Regions from separate parts of the Athene noctua genome. Here region 2 is linked to region 1. The links are chromatin contacts, called in public Hi-C maps. All regions are on one chromosome and are shown on one strand. The core of a region is the stretch at or near the end of the contact, and the rest is flanking DNA. Distances in the headings are between cores, read along the strand shown. Region 1 holds the start of ZRSR2 (zinc finger CCCH-type, RNA binding motif and serine/arginine rich 2). Region 2 holds the start of PIGA (phosphatidylinositol glycan anchor biosynthesis class A).

Region 1 (5,879 bases), core at 13-2,512:
ATTCTAGCTGTATTCTTTCTAGCCAGTTCATAATGGAAAAATAGGAGGGAGGGATGACCTTCAACTCTTGTCACTCTTCCATGCCAAATACTGATGGGAGGTCAAAATCTCTCCGTTTCATAGTATGCAATTTTAAAAGACTCCATAGGTATAACTCAGCCAAAACCTCACCCGCATCTCTAACCTGAGGCTTCCATTCAGGGTTGCTCACAACCTCACCATCTGCGCACCTGTGGATGCCATCAGTAACCCCGTGGTTATCCGGGCAGCAGAGCCCTCAGAGCCCAGTGCCTGACTGCATGCAACATCTGAGCACTCTGCCTTTGATCAAGCAAGCTTAGCGACTCCTCCTGTAATGTCACCTCCCTGGAACGAATCTTATCCGCTCAGCAGGTGCCTGGGGCTGACAAGCGTCCTTCCCCGTTCCCTGCCTTTCTTAGGTGATCCTGAAGCCCAAAGAGGAAAGAGAGCGAGCAACTCTCCTCACTCCCAGGCCACACACAGCAGCACATGAGGAGGCGGGCAAACAGCTTCGGGACTGAGGCTTGCCTCCCCCTCCCGCGACACGGCACTGCCGAGCGAGGCCACTCCAGCAAGCGCGGGGCGTAGCTGCTCACAAACACCCCGAGGCCTGGACCGGGGATTCCGTCGGCTGCGGAGGGGGCCGGCCGGGGCTCTGCCCAGGCACGCACACGCCGGCTGCCTCCCCGCGCCGCGGCCCTCGCCGGCCCCCACGGCCGTCTCTGCCCCCGGGCCCGGGGCGCTGACCCCAGCGGCGGCCCCGCGCAGCAGCGCCCCCTCCCCCCGCGCAGCGGCGCCCCCAGGCGCTGCCACCGCCCCCCACGGCCGCTTCCGGCCCCGCCCCGCGGGCGCCCCCCGCCGCCCCGCTCGCCGCCCCCCAGGGCCAGGCCGCGCTCCCACCCGCCGCCCCCCACGGGCGCCGGCTGCCCCCTGCCCCCGCCCCCGCGCGGCGGCGGCGGCCGCTCGGCCATGGCCGCTGCCGCACGTAGCTGCGCCACTCCCAGGCCCGGCCGCGAGGCGGCCTCAGCCGCAGCCGCCGCGCTGCCGAGCGGTCTCAGCCAGGGCTAGGCCGTGACCCTCCTCGGAGACCCCCGGGCCCTTCCCTTTCCCCCTGGGGGCGGTGGGGAGGCTCGACACCGGCGCTGGCCTCGGCCTCACCTCAACTTGCCCAGAGGGGACTCGGGCAGCAACATGGGCGCCGCCATCTTGCGTTACCGGGGGGATGTCACGTGACCCCGCGGCGGAAGGGCGCAAAATCCCTTCCGGCAGCCGAGCGGGTGGGCGGGGCGAGCGCGCGCGTTCCGGCGCACGGGCGGCCCTTGGGCTGCCGGGCTCGGGAGCCGCTTCGCGCGGGGCGGCGGGGCCTCGGCACCCGGAGGCGGGGAGCGGCGCGGTGACCGGCAGGGGCGCCGCCGAGGGAGGGGCTGGCTGGCTGGCGGGCACAGCGGCGGGCGGTCGTGGATTTCCATCCGCACTTCAGCCGGCGGTAGTAACCGCCCGGCGGTCGGGCTTGTGGCCAGCTGGGCGGTGAATGCGGGGGAAGAGAGCGTCAGCGTTGGGTGGTGGGGTGTCAGGACTAGCAGAGGTGTCTTCAGCCTGTCAGCGCTACCTTTGCAGAATTCGGGAAACAGGACCGGGGCTATTCACGCCTTAGAGGATGAGGTGGAGTTTGTGTTATCCCTCCTGTCAAAAGCACTTAAGATTCAGTGAGCGCACGGAAAAGCAGCGTTTTAAATTCCAGTTTACTAAACTCTCTTCAAAGACTCGAAAAGATTCGGTGCACCGCATCTTGCGTTGTGGCTATCTGTGATTTGCAGCGCACGTTGGTGCGCAGAGCAGCAGCAGCCCGGGTTTCTTCCGCACGTTGCGGTGTCGGTGCTGTGTGGGTGCTCCCCAGCTGCAGTAAGTAGCTGCTGACAGCCTGTGCTCTGGGAGCTGCATCGGTTACTCGGTGAAATACGTGTGGAAACATGAAGTATACGATGCCAGCCGCGGGGCGAGCTTCTGGCGTGTCTCTTTGCCGCTGTGGACGTGGGTGATGGGTGGCGGCCCTGGGCTACGGCCTCGCAAAGAGTTGGGAGTCACAGCTCCAGTGTAGCAGGGCACACCAGACCGGTGCACTGATGAATTTAACTGACGCTGCTCATGCATTCTCAGCATCATCTCTGAGGCATTCTACCTGTCTTGGTTATAAACATATTTCATGGGAAGAAATGAGCCACAGTGCACAGACCATCATGGGTATGATGGGTCAAAATGCGCAAGTTGTCAGTAATCCTTTCCTCTGTGATATGCATTATAGATTGCAGCCTTCGGAGGCAACGTATTCGTAGGTTTCATTTGGGTCTGTTTTGCATAGCCATTAATAATGCACATTGTTGATTAAGATCTAAATTATTGTCATAAACCACAATGTAGGAGGTTACTTCCTAGAGGTAGTATATTGCATAAGTAGTCTGAGCTGCTGGCAGTGAAGCATACCAGAGCAGGCTTTGTCAAATCAGACTGACTGTGCTGTTCATTAACAGCATAATGAGTATCCTCTTATTTATTCTGAAGCTCAGTGAAGAAAGCAAGCATGTGAGTACCGTAGTCAGCAGTTACATTTGCTATTTGACCAATGAATATTCAGGCCATGACCTCTCTGCTATTACTTAACCCTGTTTAAGATGCTAGACTGTCTTTTGAAACGGAGGAGTTGACATGACTATTACTGTTTGCTTGTGCAGAACGTACATGTAAAATAACACATAATTTGCTGCTTTTTAGATACGGAAGATGGCAGTATTGTGCATTCTACAACAGATGAATAATTGACACTCATGAAAGTTTTGAAAAATACAACCAAATGTGTTTCATAAATCTTATTTCATTAAGGAATTAAAACTATAACTTTTCATCCTCCTTTCAACAGAGTAAGTGCTCTAACAATAACCTTCCTTTATAAGTCAAATTTGAGGAATTCAGTCATTTTTTTCATTAGTATGCTACATTTCATTATGGCATTTTCCTAATACCCTTTGGGAAAGAACCACTTTAAGCTTATATATGAAATAATATAAAGTATACCATATATTATATTATATATGGTATATTATATAAATATACCATATATTATATAAATATACCATATATATTTATATTATATTTATATTGTAAATATACTTTATATTATATTATAAATAATTATAATTAATAATTAAATATAATTATTAATTATATTATTTATAATATAATAAATAAAGGAGCATCTCTGTAAGAAAACAAAATACATCAGCTGTTACAGATAATTCATAATGATTCTGGGAAAAGCTGTCATACCTCTTTGAATAAAATAACTGCATTTTTCTCCATTTTGTTTATTCTTATTAATTTATACACATAACAGCAGCTTGATATTCAAGTACAGGCTCAGAATTCCATACAATTTAATTGAAATGGTATCAGAAAGAAACAAATATAGCCATTCCAGGCAGGGGCCATTCACATATTCAAAGTAATGTAGCATTCTGGTTAGTAGCTTAGTTAGTAGTAGCTGGTTAGCCCTTAGACTGGGATCGTAGACTGCAGGCCTTTTCAAGCATAGGTTGTTTTTGTGGAAACCTTCAGGAAGTTTGTGGAACTCACTCTTCAGTGTTTTCTAAAGAAAAGTATACCTGCACTCTATGGTACTATGTGAACCTCATCACATAGAAGGTTGATACCAGGTGTGCTGCTCATACCTCACAGAATAGCACAGAACAGGGAAACTTTTCTCCCACATCTTGAAGTTACATACCATATTGCAGTATAAATATCTGCATGTCTTTTAATATCTATGCAGAGAACCATGCCTCCGCAGTAGGCCAGCTCTAAACAAGAGTGCAGATACTCTATTTAGCACACATTTGCACTTCATTTCTATGTGGTTCTTCTGTCTGTTTTCCGTTTCTCTCCTATTTCCTACCATTGTGGCCTGACATCAGCAGAGAAGTGTTTGCTCTCTTTGTTCTATGCCCGAGCCCTGTGTGGAAAAAAAGGAAGGTACATTTTGTAGGCATATGGATTATCTAAGAGTTGTCCTCATAATTTTTGCCGTATGTTCCTGTAGAAGAGTGGTCCCTTTCCTCATGGAATCCTTCAGGTTTCATTTTCCTGGCTGAAGAAAATGGACATAAGAGAACATGTGGGAAATGGCAGTAAATCACTAGTGTGGATTTGGTCGACTCAGAAGATGTGTGTTGACTAGGAGACATTCAGGAAGTGTGGGTTTGAGATGGGGAGTGGTCAGTTTTTATTGACGCTTCACGGCTGTAGATTGTACTAGAAACTTAATAGTGAAGCGGTGGCAGCAGCACCATCCTTCACCATCCCCTCTACCCTGGAAGTTTCAGTTTGTTCCTTCACAGTGCTAGCCCTGCTGCGGGTGATTCTTGGTGCTTTCCGCTGCAAAGCGCACATTTCAAGGCAATATACCTGAACTCTAGGGCGCACGTCCTGCCCCCACCTGCTGCCAAATGGCTATGCTGCTGTCTCGAGAGGTAGATGATTTCTCACATACTCTCTACTTCTGTGAGCAGTGATAAAAATTCTGTGGCAATGTGAGTCACTTTTACATTATTACGATGATGGTAGTGGTGGCGGTCTGCCTTCAACACCCTGTTTCCCCAAAAGTTACCTGAAAAACTCCCAGTTAATGAGACTTAGGCTGAAGCTATATCAGCCAGCCTGACCTGTTAGATTATACTGACATTCACTTAGGTCCTAATCTCAAGTCTTCAAAAGACGTGCAGCATTCATCGTTTCCATTGCACCCGGGGAACTGCAAAGCACTGTGTACAATTAGATCTGCAGTTCTCCAGGTACATTTCCATGAGTGACTAATGCTGACAGTAGCACATTGACTCTTTGCTCATAAGAGTTGAACAGAACTATTTAAGACTAAAGATTAACTTCCTTAGAGTTTAAAACTGTTAATTTGTCAAATTTGAAAACTGAGGTTAAGTTTGGCCATAGCTGTTAATTAACTTATATGATAGCTATCAATATTTTACTTTCCTGGGATTTTCCATTTCAAAGACATTGAAAGAAGCAGCAAAGTACATTGCTAATCACATAGAGAAGATGGAAGGGGTTTTGTTTGTTTTACCAAGTCATATGCTTTCTTGAAATTTCAGTCCTCTCGATTTGTTTGACAGTCCAAATTATGGTATACTGTTATGTATATACATACAGATAATACATTAATTTATGGAGGTCACAAGCGCTGAAAAAATTTTAGAGATTTTTCATCCAGGCAGACAAATTCATTTAGTACAAGAAGAGAAATAGTTCTTTGCACTAATTCAAGGATATTTCTGAGATACAGATCATGCACTAGATTCTGTATGGCTGTGACCTGTAGCTCAAGAGTTGTTAGGAAAAACAAAGTTCCCGTGAAAGAAGAACTATTTAAAAATCTAGAACCTCACAAACAACTGAATTAAAAACATACCTTGCATATGTGCGTGTAGATTGTAATTTGTTCAAGCAAACTATTGCCTGACTGATTAATCAGTGGCAAACAAATGGAGAGATGTTTAAACAGTGCTACATGTCTGGCCAAAATGGGAGAAAAGAGTCTGGACAGAATGTTATCCACACATGTAGATTTATTACAGAGGTACAAAGTGGCAGAATGTCTGTTGCCTTAGATTATGCTGATATACTCCGTTTGCAACCATAAAAGTTACAATGCTTTTTAAGAGAGTATTTTAAAATGTCATTGATTTGAAGAAAAGTTAGCTTTCTATTAACACCTGGTCTAGGCTTGCTTGTCCACCTGGCTCATTTGAAAAACATGCTGGCTTTGGAAATAGATTTATAGATGTGCAGCAATC
Region 2 (5,962 bases), core at 3,431-5,930, 200 kb after region 1:
TCTAAGACAGGCCTTCTCTTCTAACACAGCTGATGCCTGAATGCTAAACCACTTTGATGTGGCCTCAAGGCTGCAGAAACAGAAATTTAGATCTGCAACTAAATAGACAGTAAAATCTAGTAAAGCTGAGAAAAAAATAAAAAACAAGTCTACTCTCGTCAACAGGCTGCGGCTTTATAATAACTGGTAAGATATCTGTGTGTTACTGTCTCTCATTTGATCCAGATCAGGTACAGCCAGAATTGCATTTCTGTCAAATTAGGCAGATGACTTGTTAGACAGTTGATGCTGGCTGTACACTGGCTGCAGGACAGACACCCTTTAGGTCTGCCAGTACAAAGGTAACTAGTCCTTCTGAGGGATCTCAAATGTCAGGGAGAGCACAGCTTTGCATTGTGTGTCCAAGATTTTTTTCTGCCCCATGTGGGGAGCCCTTAATCTGGATCACTGACTTGGCTGAGATGGCAAAAGACAGCCAGCACCTCGGCTTTGTTTGTGACCACCGCTCCTGCTAGGGCCTGGGCAGGACTCTGAGACCAGGCGCTCAGGTGCCAAAATGGTCCCTGCATGGAAGTGCCGAACGACTTATGCCTAGGTGGTGTAAAAGGGGGTTATTCATGGCAACTGCCAATGCACTGTGAGCAGCTGTCCTGTACTGGTCAGGACAGAGACGTCACCTGTATGTAAGCCCAGGGGAGTAGAAGCCACTCCTGGTACATAGCCCCTGACTGCTCCCAAGCCCACCTTCACTGTCCTGATTTGAGAGGGAAGGGAAGCTCTGGGCTCTGGGATGGGAGAGCGCTGTAGCACACAGAGGGTGACTGAGTGATTGAGACTTCGCGGCGTGCGTGGGGGGCACAGGTTACATACAGGTGTGAGACACATACATATGTTAACACACAGCCTTGCCAATCAGCTTCTCACTTCTGTTAGCAAATTCATCTGCCCCAGATGAACTGCAACCCGTTGGAAAGGAGATAAGCCTGTAAAATGGAAAACCAGCTTATTTTCTGGCATCTAAGAGAGAAATGTGGCTTAAAGAAAATAAGCCTTTTTTACAGTTTGTGTTTGTTTAATGGTAATTTCCAGCTTCTGTGGAATTTCATTAATATGGGAAAGAGACTGTAAGAAAACCCAGGTACTTGAATGAGAAACCCATTATTTTTCTTGGTTGCTTTGTGGGTGATATTGCAGCTAGATACAGGATTGGCTGTATGCAGCAGAAACCAGGCAAACTCAGCCTTAAGGTACTATAGAAACCTCTTAGATCCTGTTGTTAATTCCTAGCACCAAAATCAACCGCTGACAGTTAGGCCCTCACTCCCCCTTTGCAGGAGTCTTAGAAGTAATGGGCTCTCCAGCCTTACCATATAAAACTAAACCAAGTGAAAGGACAATTTGTCCTTTCCTTCAGGACAAAGATTCCAAATATTGCTTTCCCCTCATTTTGGATCATATTTAATTCCAGCGGGATCAGAAACTGAAATCATTGTGTTTTTTCAAACAGGGTGTTGAACTGTCTCTGGCTCTCTCCTGCTTGGCTTCACTAACCAATCTCGCTCTATGCTTGCATCTGTAGGCCACAATTCTCAGCAGTACTAGTTTTCACTTATGTTCTCCATTTGGGATTTCCAATAGTTTCTGCTTTCCTGAATCCATTGAAAGAAAACATCCTTCACTGTGAGCCAGTTGTGCACTCTCACACCACTGTTCCACGTCATAAAATTTCTTTTCCAGGAGCACTGTGACTCCCTCACCATGACATCAGGCTCTAGAGCAGCATTGCTTCATAGCTCTTTTGTGAACTACTTTGTGAATAACTGATTGCTTGTTTTTGTGCTTTACGCATATTAAGTGTAAATAAATGCATTAATGTAATACACCGACTTATTACACACAGCAAAGCCACTTCACCAAATAGCGACAGCTTTTGCTCAAGACAGACATGCAATAGAAGCAACATCATTCACCAGGCTGGGGACAGAGTAGCAAACTCAGCCTGAGAGGAGACTGAGAGGGAGGTAATATAGCAGAGTACTGGCAGAAAGTTTTCCTGCCTTTTCAAGAACACCAAAGTGGTCTCCTTGAGGCAAGACGGCATCTGCTATCAGAACAAAGCCACAGGAGTCTCTTTAAGTCTCCTCCATCTTCTCTCTCCATTAACTCGATTTATGAGGGTGCTTTAGGGAGCATTTGAGGACCAGGCTTGGAAGCAGTAATTACTCTGCTGTCACTGGTTTAACGTCTCTACTCTCTACTTTACATATCCCACAGTCTCACCCTGACCTTGTACGTGCTTTAAATGAGGGAGTGAATCCACTGAGCTCAGGCATTTAGAAAGGAAGAGAATTTGGTTGTCTCTTCAGCTGTTGGTCCCTTCACAACGGCTTCACCTCAGATCAGGGCAGGACAGACTCTGGATCTGCCCAGGATCAGTGACAATTTTATGAATAAACAACACAACAACACAGCCAGTGAAAAGCATGTGGTACCCCATCCATATGAACCAGCCGTGGACAGATAATTTAGCACCACCTTTGTGAGCTTTGCAGTGGCAAAGACACCTTTCCTTTCCATTAAGGTTTTTCTTCTGGTCCTCGGTAGACAAATTTTTCAAGGTCGTTTGAACAAGACAACAGAAGGAGGCTGCAGATATAGGGGGACTGAGTTGGATCACTGACAGGTATGACATTTAGCACAACTAGACATGTTTAATGAACACAGATGGCAGACCACCAAAGCCAACATGTCAGGCCAAATGTAGGAAGGCTTGGCCGTAATACTTTTCTTGACCTCCTTCAGAAAGATGTTCAGAGCCTGTGGCCAACTACTAGGAAAGCATAAAGTCCTCTCCAAAGTTCAGATAAATATAGAAGGACAAAAAATCACAACTGCTGTGGCATAAGAAGAGGTTTCTGAGATTAAGTGGATCTGTCCTGTGGAAGGTTTTGTAGGTTAGTGCCAGTATTCTAGATTTACACAGTGGTTGGTCAGCTTCATCTTATGGAACGTGCCAAATTCCACTTCTTTCACTGAAGAGACAGGCTGCTATGTTGTATACCAGTTACTATTTATCTTTGGATTTTTCAAGCTTGCATACCAAGAACTACAACTTCTCTAGACATCATATAATAAGAACTAGTCTAAAAAAAAGTCCAAATAGTTAAAACCATATGCACTGTTTATCTGAGAGCTAAAATTGGAGTGACTGGTACAGCTTGATTCTTCAGGGCAGTCTGACACCAAGGGAGGTCACCACCGTCATTTACCAGCGATCACATCATGTGGTGCTGCAGCTGAGAACCTCCAAGTGCTTTCTTCTTTCTCCTGGCACTATTTTTTTTTTTTTTTCTAGATGTCATTTAAGGCAACTGCTTTATACTCAGGTTACAGTTTCTTCTGAGAAGTAGGATCCCTATGGCCCCCCGGTTCCCAGTCTCTTCTTCTTTCACAGCAGGATACCTGCCACTGCATGTGAGAAGCCTCCCTGCTCTGGCCTCATACTCAGCTTCTCATCCTGAAATTCAGGTTCTTGCCACCCAGGAGGAGCACCTGATGGTGAAGTGGTATTTGCCAATATTGGTCTCGCCTTTCTAAACATGAGAAAAATTCAAACAACGAGAAATGTTTTTCTTATTCATCATTCTAACGTCTTTCACATCTTTCAGTCCTCAGAATGAAGTGCTTGATTTCCTCCTTCGTCCTTCTTGGGATCGGTGCCTCCAAAACATGCCTGTCCAAGCTTCAACCAAACCAGGAATCCAGCCAGCACTGCAGCCTAGGTTAGCTTGTACTGTCAGTCATGACACAGGTATTTGCATAGGAGTGATGACAGCATCAAATCTGACAAAATTTGTGTCAGAAATCTTGGCATGGAATAGCAGCTGCCAAACATAATTTTGGGAACATATAGGAAAGACATGAACAACCTCAGTCTGGGGAGGTAACATCCTTCTTAGCAGCCAGCAGCAGTCAGGCCGAGGCTGAAGCTGCTGACAGCTGACTGCAGAGCTCCTTTCAAAGATCGGAAATACACAGCCAAGGGATGCCAGCCCGGGGGTACCAGCGCACAACTCACACAACCCAGTCGCATTTCTTTAAGTTCGAATTCCTGGACTATCTGTAAAAATAATGTGTTGTTTGGTTGGTTTGGGTTTTGTTTTCATTTAGAGAGAGCAAGCTTCCGGTACTTGTAGCAAAACACTTGAGCACATTTCGGGAGTCACAGCTGTGATGGAGCCAAATACTGAACAGCGTCTCTACCGGGGGCAGGGCAAAGCCTTTGGAGTTTTAAGGCAATTCTACCACTTTACAGCGTGCAGCTCACTTTTTTTTCATTACTTTGGACTACATTTTTTTGTATATAAGTTTTTTTTTCTAACAGCAACCGGTCGAGGTAGACTTTCCGCTACAGCAGGAGCAACGTTGTTACATGGCAGCCGACACCGCGCTGCCCGGGGCGCGGCTGGAGTCCCGGCGGCAGGCCCGCCGCGCCCCTCAGCCCGCCGCGCCTCCCTCACGGCCCTTCTCCCCGCCGTTCCGATTGGTTCCTTCTTTTCCCGCGTGACGCAGCGCCGGCCGACCATTGGCGGAGGCGGGCTGGAGGCGGGAGCGCTCGACTGCGGGGGAAGGGAGAGGGAACAGCCGGGCGGTTGCCGTGGTGACGGGGCTGCCGTGCCCGGAAATGGGCGGCCGCCGGGAAGCGCCCGGGGAGCGCCGGCGGCCGGCAGGTACGTGCGCGCGCGCGCGCGCCCGGACGCATGCGCCCCCCCGGCCCCCCCCCCCTCCCGCTCCCCCCCCCCCCCCCTTCCCCCGAGGCGGCCGCCGGTTGCCGGGGTGATCTCGCCCTCTTAAAGGGCCCGCGGCGGCGGCCGCCCCTCGGTGCGTGTCGGTGGCGCTGGCGGGGGCCGCGGAGCGGGCTGCGCGGGAGGGATGGCCGGGCCCGGCGGCGGCAGTGAGGGGGCCGGGGGTCTTGGCGGGCGGGCGCCGGCGAGTGACGGCGCCTTGTGGTTCCCCCGGCAGGAGCGGGCCCGGGATGGCGGCCGGGGGCCCGGCGGGGGGGGCGCACAGCGTCTGCATGGTGTCGGACTTCTTCTACCCCAACATGGGGGGCGTGGAGAGCCACGTGTACCAGCTGTCGCAGTGCCTCATCGAGCGGGGCCACAAGGTCCTGGTGGTCACCCACGCCTACGGCTGCCGGAAGGGCGTCCGCTACCTCACCAACGGGCTGAAAGTCTACTACTTGCCCCTGAAGGTGATGTACAACCAGTCCACGGCGACGACGCTCTTCCACAGCCTGCCGCTGCTCAGGTACATATTTGTGCGGGAGAGGGTCACCATCGTCCACGCCCACAGCTCCTTCTCCGCCATGGCCCACGACGCCCTCTTCCACGCCAAGACCATGGGGCTGCGGACGGTGTTCACGGACCATTCCCTCTTTGGGTTTGCGGATGTCAGCTCGGTGCTCACCAACAAACTTCTGACGGTGTCCCTGTGCGATACGAACCACATCGTCTGCGTCTCCTACACGAGTAAGGAAAACACGGTGCTGCGAGCAGCCTTGGACCCTCAGATAGTCTCTGTCATCCCCAACGCTGTTGATCCCACGGACTTCACTCCAGACCCGTCAAGAAGGGATGACAGTACGATAACAATTGTTGTTGTCAGCAGACTTGTTTACAGAAAAGGTAATGGGGGATAAAATGTAAGTTTATTTTGGTTAATTTTTATTCTAGGGTATGGTAATAAAGATCTTGGTTAGGTACTGCTTACACTGTCTTTGTGGTATGGACTGGATTTTAAACGGGAATTGTAAAGTGACAGTGCTGAGCTTTTTCATCTGTGCATTCAAGAAGAACTATCCATTTCAGTTGGCACATGTTGGGTTCGGAGGTGTATTTCTTTTCTAATATTGAAGATAGTGGAAATTGAAATTTGTAAAACGGAAGGTCTGTCTTATATC

What was found. A called contact is a pair of places that touch in the nucleus more often than the background predicts.
Region 2: a contact with region 1 is called in a Hi-C map of heart, with 3 times the contacts expected there. The contact joins the promoter of PIGA here to the promoter of ZRSR2 in region 1. A contact is called at or near these places in 2 of 2 Hi-C or Micro-C datasets (heart and liver).

What each region holds. Positions count from the first base shown.
Region 1 is chr1:180,764,742-180,770,620 of bAthNoc1.hap1.1, forward strand. It overlaps ZRSR2 (zinc finger CCCH-type, RNA binding motif and serine/arginine rich 2), which reads right to left and starts at 1,263. Exons shown (of 11, transcript XM_074906763.1): 1 at 1,180-1,263. The coding sequence starts at 1,226.
Region 2 is chr1:180,957,493-180,963,454 of bAthNoc1.hap1.1, forward strand. It overlaps PIGA (phosphatidylinositol glycan anchor biosynthesis class A), which reads left to right and starts at 4,681. Exons shown (of 6, transcript XM_074906810.1): 1 at 4,681-4,730; 2 at 5,023-5,687. The coding sequence starts at 5,036.